3 separate regions of the Sus scrofa genome follow, and regions 2 and 3 are each linked to region 1. A link is a contact called in public Hi-C and HiChIP or PLAC-seq data. All regions are on one chromosome and are shown on one strand. The core of a region is the stretch at or near the end of the contact, and the rest is flanking DNA. Distances in the headings are between cores, read along the strand shown. Region 1 holds the start of KCNB1 (potassium voltage-gated channel subfamily B member 1). Region 2 has its middle 70 kb from the start of ZNFX1. Region 3 overlaps KCNB1 (potassium voltage-gated channel subfamily B member 1).

Region 1 (4,696 bases), core at 1,486-3,985:
CAGAACAGTGTCTTCAAAGTCACACTGGAGTTTGTGTGAATTTCTGGCTACTCCTGTTTGCCTTTTGGGTGACCTTAGGCAAGTGACTTAACCTCTCTGATCATCCCCTATTTGTGAAAAGGGGTGATAATAGTTGGTATAAGAACTACATGTGTTGTCTGTCACACTTCATACACGGTGGCTATGTGATCAATGGCAGTCAGGGTGTCTATACTGAAGGGCAATGAGCCTGCCTGCCTCACCATTTCAGCCCTTGCTGCAGAATATCCTAGACTGTCCATCTGCCAGGACAAGCCAGCAGCCCGAGACTGGGATCACAGAGAGGTCACGAAGCTCGTCCCTGTGAGCGGATTAACCCGAAGGAGAGATGAAGCTGTTATTCCCAAACAGTGCCTTTTGCAAGCCCAAGTACCCTGTCTTGCTGCTGGGTGCCAGCCCAAACATAGCCCTTTGCCTGCTTCTCCTGGGGGAGGTGGCCCTCCCCTCCCCTGCCCCTCACTCCCTTGTCTTAGGGACAGGGCAGGGAGGAGGCAGAATCACGCCTGGGTCTAACCTGGGTGTGGAGAGGAGGAACCCATGTCAGGCCTGGAAATAGCAAAATAATTCTGTTGATCCTAAGCCGGTTAAGGGTGAGTGACTATGTCTTAAGAGAGGCTTTTTGGACACGAAACCCGGGGCAGGATTATGGCTGGAGGCAGCTCTCAGCAGAGGTAACCAGGCCTAGGAATCTCCACTCCTGTTTGGGGTCAACAGGGAAGAGAGAAAACCTTCGGGCCCCCCTCCACTCTCCAGCCAGCCCCCCACCCCTACATTCACTCTCAAAGGCCTCTCCTTGGGCACCCAGATCTGGAGAAAGGTCCCCGCAAACCCCCTCCAGACCCTGTGCTGTAGGTGGGCCTTGAGTGGGGGGCCAACGGAGCCTGGGAGACCCCACAATGGGAGGCCAGCCAGACCGGAGGCAGCCCGAGCTAAGGCAGCACGGGTGCCGTGGAGACTTCCTCCTCTTTTTCCTTTCCATGAATACATTTACCTGCCCTCCTTTTCTGGCCCCGCTCTGAGGATGAGTTATGTTCAACACATCTCTCCTGACTTGGTCTTTGTGGATTTTGACATCATCCCCTCTTTTCTGGGCTCCCCCCTGGGCCCCACGCGGCCTCTTTTATAGCACTGCACACACTGTTGTCATTTACTCCCAAGTCGCAGCGCATGGGCCGCGTGAAGATAGGCCCCCGTCGCTCCCAAGCCATCCCTGAACCCCAACCTGACCCAGAGAAAGTGCTCCAGCAACAAAAGACCTCCAGCCCAGGCCTGCCTCCCTTGCCCCCCCCACCCCCAGCCTTTCCCTTATGGTTTCTGCTTTTGCTCACAGCACACAGGACTCCCTGGCCCACCAGTGTGATGATCTCATTCCTGCCTCTTTCTCCTTCTTTTTCATGTTGCCTCATTTTTCTCTATTTCAAAATTGACATCCTCTTCCAACAGCCAAAGCATCTTTATAAGCTGCATCAAACAGTTCTTGGAATCGACTCACCAAATAAAGAAGCAACCAGGGCTGACCCTTTGCTCACATGCGTCCACAGCCAGCTGTATGCTTCATGCATGCACACACCCACCCCTCAGAGTCCCTTTGCTGCATTTTTCTCACTTATGTTAAAACAGACAGTATCTCAAGATCCCCCCCCCCCCGTATGTCTATAAGCTGCATTCATTCCCTCCTGGGGGCAAAGTGGGGTTATAAATATAGGGATAAGTATTAAAATTATAGGCTGACTTTCTTTCCAACCCAGGTCTGGGCATCCACAAGGGAGCATTATATAGAATAGACCAAATTCAACTCTCTCCATCCTAGCAAGGTTTTATTGTCGCACCATGCCCTGCTATTTGCAGTGGCCATTCTCTTACTATGGGTTTTCATAAATCTCTGTAAACCCTTTTCTCCAACAAAGTTGGGGCATAAAGAATTGAATAATGAAAGGATGGGGCGGCCAAGGCCACAGAGGAGCAGCCTGAAGGGGTTGTTGGTCCTCACCTTGGAGGTCTCAGCCATAGCCTTTCCTCTTTCCTGGTCTCCATATTTGGGAAGGAAGCCAGCGTCCCCCAGCCATGGTCCTGAATCTGCAGACACAGGCAGAACCCCCTGGCCTAGCAGCCCCCAGATTTCAGACTCACCTTGGCGGCCACAGAGGAATTGGGCTTCTCCAGTAGGTCCCACAGCTTTTTCCTCTTCTCTGCGCAGCAAGTGTTATCGAACTCCTCGCCCTCCCGCTCCCGTAGGGTCTCGGCCTCACGCTTGAGCTCCTCGTTCATTTGCTCCTTCTTCTGGTGGTAGCGAGCCTGGCAGCAGGACTCCAGATAGATTTCGTCGATGCCCCAGTAGTCAAGCTCTTGGCTGAAACTGAGGGCGCACATCTCCTCCATCATGTGCAACCGTCCCGTGCGGTAAAAGTTGAGGATGGAGGTGAAGGCGCCTGGATGGCGGTCGAAAAAGTACTCATTGTCATCCAGGCTGTAGTCGTCGCACACCTCGAGCAGCGAGTCATGGGTGTTGCAGTCGCGAAGCTTGCCCAGCCGCGTGCGGGGCAGGCGGTCCAAGGTGCGCCAGAGCACCTCGTGCGCCAACCCCCCAACGTTGAGGCGGACGCGCCTGGAGCACGCCTTGCTGCGCACAATCTCCATGGGCTCGGGTGGCAGCGAGCTGGTGGAGCGGGAGCCATGCTTCGTCATGCCCGCCGGCATCGCTGGTCCGGCCGCCCCCGCCCCCCCTGCCCCCCCAGGCCGCTGTCACTGGACGGCAAGGCCGGCTGCCGCGGGGGAGGGGGGCAGGGAGCGCTGTGGGCTGCTGGGGGTGCAGGAGGCCGCGCGGGTGCGTGTCACCGCCGTCTTCTCACCTCCATCCCGACGGCTGCGAGGCAGAAAGCAGACGCAGGTCAGCAAACACGGAGCTGCGCCTGGCCCCTCCCCACCTCTCCACCGATGCCCCAGCCCGCCTTGACCTTCCTGGAGCTTAAGCCGCTCAGGCGGGCAGAAAGGCTGGGCGCTGTCCCTCCCTCCAGTGCTGAAGTCCGCCCCACCCCATGGGTGGAGGGAGGGGCGGCCTTTCGGGGCGGGGAGAGGGCCCCCAAGAGGCACCCCGGGGCCCAGGAGGCCCCACCCCGGGCTTCTGCAGCCCCAGCCGACCCGGCCGCCTGGGGCGCTGTCCGCCCCTTCGAGTGCTGAAACTCGTTTCTCTCTAGGTCTCCCCGTCGAGTCCCGGACCTGGCCCCGCAACGGGGAGAAGAGGGGCCCTGCACGAATAAAACTTAAAAAAAAAAACACAAAACCCAAAAAACTCATCTTTTCCTTCCCCAGCTCCGAGATAGATAATTAGGATTTGAGGGCTGGGAGTGGCAGCGGGTTTGCTTTTTTTAAACCTTTAAAGATTTGGGGGAATTCTGGAGGGTTTCAGGTGTTCACCTGTCGGCCACAACAGACGGGGTGGTGAGGACAGCCTCGCTGTCCTGAAGCGACCCCTCTCCCCAAGCCTAGGGAGCATCCTCGAGGTCGCTCCGGAGACGAGGTGAACCCTGAAGTCGCAAAGGCAAGCTCTCCGCGAGGTCCTGCCCCTCCCTCTGCGCCCCCTACCCCACGACAGGAGGGGCGCACAGATTCCCGGGGATCCACCTGGTCCGCCCTCCCCTCTTTCCTTCCCCGCCCCCTTCTCCTTGTCCTCCTCCTCTTCCACCTCTTCCTCCTCCTCCTCCTTGCTCCTCTCCTGCGATGGCTTTTTATAACTCCGGGTTCTGCGCCTTTCCCGGGGCTTGGAAAGGAAGGGGTGGGGGAGGTGGGAGGCGGGGAAATGAGCTGAATTTTCTGGCCTTTTCAAAACGAGCCCTCCTCCCTCCGCGCACTGGTAATTTCGGGGGCTCCTCTGAGCCCCCAGGTATGTGAAGCTCATGCTCTATCCCCTCACCCCTAGATGGGGATCGCACACCCTCCCGGGCTCTGGCCCTCGCCCACCCACCTCCCCTCCTCCCCACCCCAGCCTGAAACCGCGGAGCTTGGGTAGACCTAGAGGCCGAACACCCGGCAGGCGAGCCCCCCTCCTGTGTCCCCTTGCGTTCCCGCCGCGCGCCCCAACACTCACCCCCAGGGTGGCCGCCTCCTGGGGCCAGGGTCCACGCATCGCCGCGGCCGCCCGGGCGCCCCCGCCCGCGGGCAGCGGCGGACCCGGGGCCGGGCTGGGCCCGGCCTACACCGGCCGGGCAGACGACGCGCCGGAGCTGCAGGCGCCGCGGGGCCAAAGCGCGCTCTGCGAGGCTGGGGGCACTGGCGGGCACCGGGGCGCGGGTGGCAGGACCAGGATCAGGCAGCGCCTTCTGCTCCACCTCCTCCTCCTCCTGCTGCTCCCGCGGCAGCGGTGGCGGCTGCTAGGGCGAGATCAACAAGTCGGGGCTGAGCTTCGGCTCCGCGCTCGCTGCGATTCTGTCCTGCACTTCGGAGCGCCCGGAGTCGGGCAACGAGGCGGGACGGCGCCACCTGCGGGTCGGAAGCGTGAGCGTCGCTTAACTCTTGCCTGCCCGGCTCAGCTGGCTGCTGAGGCTGGGGGCGGACTGGGGGACCGCGCGGAGATGCGCCTAGCGGTCTGCCCCCTCCTACCTGGGCTACCTCCGCTGCCTGCCTCCAAATCCCGCCTTCCTTCATCTGGTCAACACCGTGG
Region 2 (4,696 bases), core at 1,018-3,517, 110 kb before region 1:
ACCCATGACGATAATTTCATAAGTTGACTTTTATAGAGTTGTGGCCAAGAATTAATTAGCAAGAGCATGTGAAGTGCTCACAAAAGTGCCTGGCCCACACAAATGGTCAGGAAGTGTTAACCTAGTATGAGTTTATGTTCTCTGAGATTTCTGGCATGAGGAGCTTGGCCTGGATGATAAATCTCCCTAGGCAGCATTTGAACTCAGATGCTTCGGACCCCGATGTTTCCCTTCTGAACCACTAGACTGAGCTGCAGCTTTAAATCCCTCCCAGACCCCAAAGCCCATCTTCTCCTTTGGCAATTTCCTGCTTATTAGTACAGGGTTAATTCCCAGCATATCTGATACCCGATCAGTTGTTCCCTCCTTTCCCATCGGCACAGGGTCAAACCCCTGCTCCCTTGGGAAACCAGAGAGTAGAGTCCCTTAGAGGTTTTGTTTTTCTGATTTCAACATCCTCTCCCAGACTCTCTCCTTTAACATCCAGGACTGATGATAAGAACACACCCACATATCCAGAAAAGCACAAAAATGCCCAGGCTTAGCTCCCTATAATGGCTCATCAGAGGCCATTTAATTAGCCTCAAACCTTTGCAGCCCAGGACCTCCAGACATGCCGCCAGCTGGCTCTTTACAAACAGCTTTGCTAATATTTGCTGTGGGGACATGTGGCCATCAGGAGGGGCATGTCCCCAGACAGGCGATGAGCTCAGGACATGGGCATTGCCACACCTGCTCTTCTCCCTGAGGACGGGGGAAGCAGCTGTGCAACTGCTGACAACACAGTGTCTGTTGAACTTGGGTCTTGTGTGTGTACTTGTGTGAGGGCAGAAGGGCAGATGGGGGCCAGACCAAGGCCAATGGGGCCCTGGAGGGAGGGACAAGGATGTTTGCACCTGCAATGTGGCAGTGGCTGCTGGACCTGCTTTCCATCATGCTGTTTCCTCTTCGATCCTGTGTTGCTGTGGCTGTGGTGTAGACCAGCAGCTGAAGCTCTGATTTAACCCCTAGCCCGGGAAATTCCATATGCCTCAGGTAGAGCCCTAAAAAACAAAATAAATAAACAAATATTTTAAAAAATATTTAAGTGCTAGTTGTGACTGATGAAATAGATTTCTATCTCCCCTAATGTAGGGATTTGTAACCTAGCTCTGCGAATTTGGATGGGGCAAAACTCTTTAGCTTTATTTTCACTGACCTCTAGCTGAAATGCAGCACTTCCTTCAGTTATGAATATAGGCAACAAATCTTAGTAGTATTAACAGTATTTGTGACATTGCCACTGAAAAACACCATGGATTATTTTGCATCCCATTATAGCTGTTGCAGATGCCTTGAAACAGTTTTTAAGTGCTCACTGCCTTAAAATTATGGTAGTTATTAGAATAGAATCCAACTCTCTACTCATACAATTCTGCCTCAGTCACCTCATCCGATTCTTGGCCCTGAGGCAATTAATGTATTCACTGTTGCTGCAGTGAATTAGCCATATTCTGCAGTTAGAGACACGGAGGCACAGAAGCTGAGACCTCCCTGATGACATGTAACCGCCAAGTAGAGGAGTCAGGATTTTGAACCCAGGCAGTCTGGCTCCAACCTTCACAAATCCTGCACTGCTGGTGACTTTTTCTTTCAACGCTTTAAATATTTCATTCCACTCTCTCCTCATTTGCATGGTTTCTGAGAAGGTGGATGTAATTCTTATCCTTGTTCCTCACTGGGTGAAGTGCTTTTTCCTTGGGCTTCTTTCAGGACTTCTTATTGATGATTCTCTACAGTTTGAAAATGACTCACCTGGGTGAAGTTTTGTTTGTCTGGGTTTTTTAGTTGTGGTATTTTTGTATTTACCCTACTTTGTGCTTCCTGGATCTGTGGTTTGGTGTCTGACGTTAATTTGTGGAAATTCTCAGTCATTATTTTTTCAAATATTTCTTTTGTTCCTTTCTCTCTTTCTCCTTTCTCAGGTGTTTCCATTATACATATGTTAAACCTTTTGTGGTTGCCCCATGGATCCTTGTATATTCTGTTTTTTTTTTTTCCCCCAGTCTTTGTTCTCTTTGCTTTTCAGCTTTTGAATTTCCACTCTGCTGGAGGGAGAAATTCACATTCTGTTGGAGGGATTAAACAGTAAACAAAATCAATAAAACAGAGTATGTCAGAAGGTGGTAACTTGTGGAGAACAATAAAGCAGAGAAGGGGATGGACTCTGAGGTGTGTGTCTGTGTGGAGGGATGTGGGGGAGGGTGTTACTATTAATAGGGAGAGAACCATGTGACCATCCTACAGAAGCTCTTCCAAGTCCAGGGGGGAGCCAGAGCAAAGGCCCTGGGGTGGAGTGTGCTTGGTGTGTTGGAAAACTGACCAGTGGTTAATGTGTCCGATAGGGAGTGAAGGAGGTAAAGAGTAATAGAAAGGTGGTCAGAGAGGGTGCAGGGATCTGGGAGGGGCCCAGAAAGGAGCAGTGTCATTTGATGAGCCCACAGTGGGCACGTCTGAGGAATAACAAGGAGGAATGTGACGATGGAGCATAGCGCCCTCCAGAAGAGCAGGAGGAGGTGGAACCAGAGAGGCAGGCAGGGGCCAGGGGCTGTATGGCCTTGTAGACAATGCCAAGGAAAACCCTGGATTTTATTCAAAAGGTGATGGGAAGCCTTTGGAGGGTTTTGCTGGTAAAGTGACATGATTGAACTGACAGTTTGACAGGATCCCTCTGGCTGCTGTGTTGAGAAGAGCCTGAACGGGATCAAGAGTGGAAGCAGAGAGCCTGCTGTGATCATTCGGCAACAGACAGTGATGGCATGGCCCAGAGCTGTGGCTCAGAGGGGTGAGAAGGGCAGATTCCAGATCTATTTTGAAGGCAGAGCCCACAGGAGCCGTTGACAGGCCATTCGTTTCAGCAGTGTTTGTTACAGCAAAAGTTTGGCAGCAACTTGCATGTCCAGCTGTAGGAGACTAGAAATTACTGTGTACAACAGAGCAGGTCACAGGCTCATAAGAGGGTCAGGAAGCTCTTCAGCACATATACCTGCGGGGGTGTGGGGCTGTTTGCCAAGACTGTCTATGGAACGATAGATGAGAAGCTGGTAGCAGTAATTGCCTCTGAGGACAGGAGGCCTGGAGTCTAGAGGTGGGAGGGTAATTTCACTTTTCACTATACTTTTCGGATTTTGAATTTTTTACCACTTCCAGTGAGTCTCAACTGGAGGTGATGTCCCTCGGGGGACATCTGGTAATGTCTAGAGTCATTTTTGGTTGTCCCAACCGGGGAGAGGGTGCTCTTGGAATTTTGAAGGCAGAGGCCAGGGATGCCGTTAAATACCCTACGGTGCACAGAGCAGACTACCGTAACAAAGAATGATGCAGCCCAAACGTCAATAGTGCTGAGGTTGAGAAACCCCAATCTATGGACAAAATTAAAGTTCTGTTTTGTGTGTGTGTGTGTGTGGCATTCCCATGATGGCTCAGTGGAAACAAATCTGAATGGGATCCATGAGGATGCAGGTTCGATCCCTGGCCTCACTCAGTGGGTTAAGGTCGAAGATGCGGCTCAGATCTGGCGTTACTGTGGCTGTGGCGTAGGCCAGCAGCTACAGCTTCAGTTGGACCCCCAGCCTGGGAACCTCCGTATGCTGTGGATGTAGCCCTAAAAAGACAAAAAAAAAAAAAAGTTCTGTCTTTTTCAGGTCAGTCTTTTACTCTGAGATTTTATTTTGCGGTGAGATTTGAAATAGCCTCTGTTTTACTAGGAAACAGTGATAGTACATAGTAGTTACTTTTCAGCATCATTACTTGGTAAAATAAAATGCCAGCAAGGCTTCTATACTTCCCCAAACTGAATTGGTAATTCTAAAGTTGGAAACTACTCTTTCCAGTAAATGGGATTTGGAATGTAGTGGTTTTAAAATATGTCCACCAAGTCTTTGATACTTGTCTCTTTGTGAGGTGCAATTCCTCGAGTGTGAGCTAATAAATAAAATTTTCTAGAAGTGATGCTCTCCAATACTAGGTCACAAAAGGCATTGTGTTTCCTTCTTGCCTTCTCTCCCTTGGATCACTCTGGGGGAAGCCAGCTGTCATGCTGTAAGAATATTCAAGAAGTCCTGTGGAGCAGTCCACACGGTGAGGAACTGAGGCCTCCTGCCAACAGCCAGCAGGAACCTGAGGCCCCCTGAGCCATGCTGGAGTCTGATCTTCCAGCTTCAGTCAAGCCTTCAGATGACTGCAGCTGATGTCTTCATTGCGGCCTCATGAGAGACCCTCCCTCCCTCCATTCCAAGCCAGAATTACTCAGCTAAAGACCCTCCTGAATACCTGCCCCACAAAACTATGAGATAATACATATTTCAATCTGCTAAGTTTGGGGCGTAATTTATTACACAGCAAGAGCTGCTTAGTATGGAAATCATCAAGCCCTGTCAATCAAGGTGGAGATCGCAAAAGGGCAATGAATGAGGGGGTAGCCTGCCCATAGATGTTTTCATCTGGCTACCACAGGAGCAAAGGGAAAATAAATTAGAATTAGTTGTTGGCACTAAAACATTGGGATTTTTTCCCGTAAAAATCAAGATTTCTGACTTCTCGGGAGTTCCCGTCGTAGCTCAGTGGTTAACGAATCCGACTAGGAACCATGAGGTTGAGGGTTCGATCCCTGGCCTCACACGGTGGGTTAAGGATCCAGTGTTGCCGGGAGCTGTGC
Region 3 (4,696 bases), core at 1,481-3,980, 65 kb before region 1:
ATCTGTTTCCTATCATCCCTGAAAAGGGTTGGCCTCAGAACTGCATGCTTCTCAAGGTCAGAGGGGAGCATCATCAATGACAATGTGTAAGAACAGCTTTCTCAGGTGGACATTTTCCTCTCTCTCATGCCTTTCTTGCCTTTTTCTGCTCCATCCATCCATCCACCTAACTCACTCATTCTTTCCTCCCATCTACCCATCTATACATTTATTTAGCATCAGTGTACCCATTCATCACCTACTTATCTCTCCACTTGTTCATCTATCATTCATCTAGCCACCCATCTACCTGTGTATCCATCTACCCATCCACCAACCCATCCATCCACCCACCCATCCACCTGTGTATCCATCCACCCATCTACCCACCCATCCATCCATCCATCCACCCACCCACCCATCCATCCATCCACCTGTGTATCCATCCATCCATCCATCCATCCATCCATCCATTCATCCATCCAGCATTCATGGACAGCCTATGCTAGATTCTGGGGATGGAGAAACTAAATAAACTCACTCTATACCCTTGAGGAGCCCAGGGTCCCTTAGGCAAATAAGTTCCTAAGCTGCTTTGTAAAACATGACAGGAAGGATAGACTTTGAAATTCCACTTTGCCACCTCTGCCACTTCTTACACATGACCTCGAAGTAGTGACTTCACCTCCCTCAGCCTTAACTTCCTCATCAGTGAAACAGAGGCAATAATCTCCATCTCCCACGATTAGAGGAGACCAGAAAGAGAAAGTACTTTTTACAGAGCTTGGCACATAACAAGCAGTTCAAATATGGTTCCGATTATTCTAAGTGGAAGCCCAAGGCAGGTTTCTTGGAGGCTTTTAGCCTTGACAGAAAGGATGGAAAGAATCTGGATGTGTGAGAGTTAAGGAGGGAAAGGGACTTCTAGGCAGAGGGCACAGCAAGAGCGAAGGCAGGGAATTCAGAGCTCACACAAGGGCCGGTGGAGAGGGATGCCCTGGTTTCCCTCTCTTGGTGTTCTTGGGCAGCAGCGTCCAGAGATGAGAAGCCAGCAGCGGGGGCAGGGGGATGCATGCGGGACAGGCTCTGAGGGGCCAGGGCTTGCAGTCCAGGCGACCCAGATAGCCACAGGCAGACAGAACTGGGTCATGGGAATTCATCTCCACTGCAAGGCGGGCTCCCCTCCACCCACCACCTGGGCTGGCGAGGCCTGGCTGGCGGGAGGAGGTTCGTTTCGACACTTGGGTGTCCCACGGGCATCTCGAACTTAACAAGGCCAACCAATGCTCTTGATCCCTACCACCTGCTCTTTGCTGGATTTTTCCTGTTTTGGCAAGTGGCACCCCCATCCTCCCAGATCCTTGGGCCACCAACCTGGGAGCCACCCTCCTGGACTGCTCTCTGCCCATCAGCAAATCCTGTGCGCCCCCTTTAGACCCAGTCCAGAGTCTCAGCCTTCTCTCCACCCCCGTCCAGGTTCCTGAGTACCCACCCCAGGACCAGGGCAGTGGCTTCTCTCATCCCTGTAGTCCAGTCTCCCCTCGTAACGATCTTTTAAAAACATACATTGATCCTGTCACTGCCCTGCTCCAAAGCCCCTAGAGGTGTCCCACTGCACTCGGAATAAAAGCCAGTGGCCTCGGCATGACCTCACAGCCCTGCCTGGTCTGGCTCCGGCTGCCACCCCTCCTCGCCTCCCTCCCATCACTCGTGGCTCAGCCACGCTGGCCTCTCTGCTGCTCTTCCAAGGGCCCCAACTCGCTCCAGCCTCAGGGCCCTGAGCTCCCAACAGGTCTCTTTCCTCCTCACCCTTCAGCTCCCATCTCTGCTGTCACCTCTAGAGAAAGGACTTTGGATCCACCTGGATAAAGCAGCCCCCCCACGTGTCACCCCAAGTCGCTTTCAGGGTTCTGAAAGCACTCAGTTTTTTCTTTTGTGACTTGTCGATTGTCTCATACGGCAGAATGAGGGGGCAGGGATGGTGCCTGCCTTGATGCCCTGTGTGTTCCCAGCTGCCTGGTACCCAGGAGGTGCTCAATAAATGTCTGCTGGATGAATGTATACACAAGGCCTTTCCCAGTGGGGAAGTTGAGGAGACTTCTCAGAATCACAATCACAGACTCATGGGAACACTTTTGAGTCATCTGAGTGGTGAGCTTCCAAAAGATTCTCAGAGCCCTCAGGATACAGCCCTGCCCGGCAGAACCACGCTGGGGCCCAGGCCTCCGCCTCTCCGCCTCTCCGCCTCTCCGTCTCTCAGCCTCTCTGTCTCTCAGCCTCTCCACGGGGCCATCATGGCCTCCTAGACTCCTCCTGAGAGCTCCCCACCTGGCCACAGACCCTGCCACGCTGGCCGCCCCCTCCTCACAGCCCTGCACCAGGCACCCCATCTTCCTTTGCCCCATATGGGATTTTCTTCTAGAAGGCCCAGGAGAGAGCAGACAAACTGCAGCCTCCTCCCCTCTGGGGAGGGTGAGGGTGTTGGTGCTGGAGAGACGAGATCACCGGGTGGCCAGGCCAGGGTTTGCCGCTCTCCTTGGACCAGTGGCCTTGGGGCAGCCTCTTCTTTCGCTGAGCCTCAGTCTCCCCAGATGCAAAATGGGGTCCCACTGATATTTCAGAGAAACCAACAGGGAGTCTTTTCTTGCTTCTGCAAGAAAACATCAGCAGCCACAGTTTGAGCACCTACTGTATGAACTTTTCTAAGTGTTTTAATTATAGCTTTCAAGGCTTCTAGAAGGGGAGCCGGAGTAAGAGATACACTTTCCAAACAACCCAGAGAGCATGCCAGCCCTGAAAGAGACGCTCCGCCCAAAACACAGATCCTTTGAATAACACACAGGCGTGTTTTTGTCCTTGTTTTTTCATTGGTGGTTGTGACCCACTAAATTGATTTTATGACCCTCAGTCTGAGAAGTACTGTGTTAACTCACTTAAACCTCGCAAAACCCTACGAGAGAAGAGCTATTAATACCTCATTTTATGGATCAGGAAAGGGCTTGCCCGAGCAAGCGATGGGGCTTTGAGGCCAAGCCAGACCTCAAACCTTAACTGCTGTGCTCAGCTGCCCCTTTAAGGGCTGCGCTGGGTAAGCAGGGTGCCTGCCTGGGATGGGGCAATGGCAACCTTTCCACGATCCCCTGGCAACTCCCCTTCCTTGGCCCCGGGCAGCTCCTCTTTTGGTTTCCCTAAGCAAGATGTCAGGTTAGTAAAACAGATCCCAGAGTTTAATTAAAATAATGAGCTGTGCCAGAGGAAGGGCGCCAGGGCCAGCCAGGGTGGGGAAGATGAATTACGGTGCTGTTCTCGGGAAGAGGTGGGGAGGGAGGGAAGGGGACGGCGGAGGAGAAGAGAAAAGAAGAAAAAAGAGAAAGAGAAGACGCAAAGAGAAGGAAGAGCAGAAGAGGGAAAGAAAAAGGAGGAAGGAGGCAGATAGAGAAGAGCCCGACCGACCGACGGACCGACCGACCGACCTGAGAAGGCAATCGTGTCCTGATTTGGCTCTGCTCACACTCTCGTCTCCTCTGACCCCCTACTCCCACAGAATTCCAAGACCAGAATCTTCTACAAGATCTGAATGTGTCACTGCCCTGCAGATCTGGCTCCCACCACCCTTCCTCCTCTCTCGTCCCCACTCCCCTTCTGGCCTCCCCACAGCACCGCCACTGCCCCCATCTCCGTGTTCCCAGGGGGCCACGCATAAGCTCTACTCTCTCCCTACTCCTCCTGCCCAAGATGACTCTGGCTCCTCCTTCAGGGTCTCTTTAAATATCACTTGGGGGCACAGGGCTGAACCCAACTGGCAACACCCCCTTCCCGCACTCATGGTTCAGACGGGGAGCTGGACAACACGCAAGCAGTCAATGAAAGGACAGAGGATTTAAAGCACTGGGTAGAAAAGCAGTGACCGACTTTCTGAGCGCTCTGTGTGCCAGGCCCTGCTCAGAGGGCTTCCTGTACATTTTCTGCATCTTGCTCCAGCCCTGAAAGACGGGTGCTATTATTGCCTTCACCCTATGAGCCGTGGGACTGGTGGCTGGCAGTTTATTGGTGCAGAGCCGGGTTTCACTTGGGAAGCCTGGCTTTGAAACCACCAGGCTTCATGGTGGCTCTAAACAGTGAGGAGATGGGTAGGGTGGGCAGACGTGGGGACAGGGACGAGGAGGCGACTGCTATTTGGTGGTCTGCGAAGATGGATCTCAGGCAGAGGGGCTGGCCCTGCAAAGGTGGCAGAGGTTGTTATAGGGTGAGTCCACCCCAGCACCCCACGAGTTCCCATCCTGTTAAAAACATACTTGGCTCAAGCCAGTGTGGACACTGGGAAAGGCCAAAGCCAAGTCCACCGAAGGCCTTGGTGGGTTCTAGCCCTGTGACAGGGCACTGGGCTCTTTCCTCTCTGGGTGACCCTGGGGAAAGGTCTAGGAGACTCAAGAGGGGAGAGGCCACCAGTCTTCAAAGCCACCAGAGGTCAGGGGAGGGCCATGCCTGTCTCTTGGAAAATAATGTCTTTTCAGCTGTCACTGAATGAATGGCTTCATTCATTCATTCACCTCCTCCTGCCTCACCATGGATAGCTTGTCCACTGAAGTCCTCTTAAATCTCCTCTCCTCCTCACACGTTCCACTTCGGCCACAACAGCCTTCTTGCCATTTCCCAATAGACTGAGCTCATTTCTGCCCCAGGACCTTTGCACTGCAGTCCCCTCTGCCTGGAATGC

What was found. Hi-C and Micro-C count contacts between places; a contact is called where the count stands out from the background. HiChIP or PLAC-seq counts read pairs in DNA pulled down with a chosen protein or histone mark.
Region 2: a contact with region 1 is called in an H3K27ac HiChIP or PLAC-seq map of skeletal muscle. The contact joins the enhancer-like site here to the promoter of KCNB1 in region 1. A contact is called at or near these places in 1 of 5 promoter capture datasets (fetal liver), 4 of 47 Hi-C or Micro-C datasets (epiblast stem cells, fibroblasts, retroperitoneal adipose tissue and 1 more) and 1 of 2 datasets of contacts at active chromatin or transcription factors (skeletal muscle).
Region 3: a contact with region 1 is called in a Hi-C map of skeletal muscle, with 6 times the contacts expected there. The contact joins the enhancer-like site here to the promoter of KCNB1 in region 1. A contact is called at or near these places in 5 of 47 Hi-C or Micro-C datasets (epiblast stem cells, psoas muscle, retroperitoneal adipose tissue and 1 more) and 1 of 2 datasets of contacts at active chromatin or transcription factors (skeletal muscle).

What each region holds. Positions count from the first base shown.
Region 1 is chr17:51,139,901-51,144,596 of Sscrofa11.1, forward strand. KCNB1 (potassium voltage-gated channel subfamily B member 1) reads right to left here and starts at 2,736. Exons shown (of 2, transcript NM_214218.1): 1 at 2,170-2,736. The coding sequence starts at 2,736.
Region 2 is chr17:51,026,829-51,031,524 of Sscrofa11.1, forward strand. No RefSeq gene overlaps it. Among named protein-coding and RNA genes, the nearest start is that of ZNFX1, 70 kb to the left of the region's middle. Within about 2 kb of position 2,268, at least 4 of the 83 cell types and tissues checked have an H3K27ac peak or open chromatin away from gene starts, as enhancers often do. A contact at or near this core is called in skeletal muscle, where this site is marked.
Region 3 is chr17:51,074,526-51,079,221 of Sscrofa11.1, forward strand. All of the region lies in intron 1 of KCNB1 (potassium voltage-gated channel subfamily B member 1), which reads right to left. Among named protein-coding and RNA genes, the nearest start is that of KCNB1, 66 kb to the right of the region's middle. Within about 2 kb of position 2,731, at least 17 of the 83 cell types and tissues checked have an H3K27ac peak or open chromatin away from gene starts, as enhancers often do. A contact at or near this core is called in skeletal muscle, where this site is marked.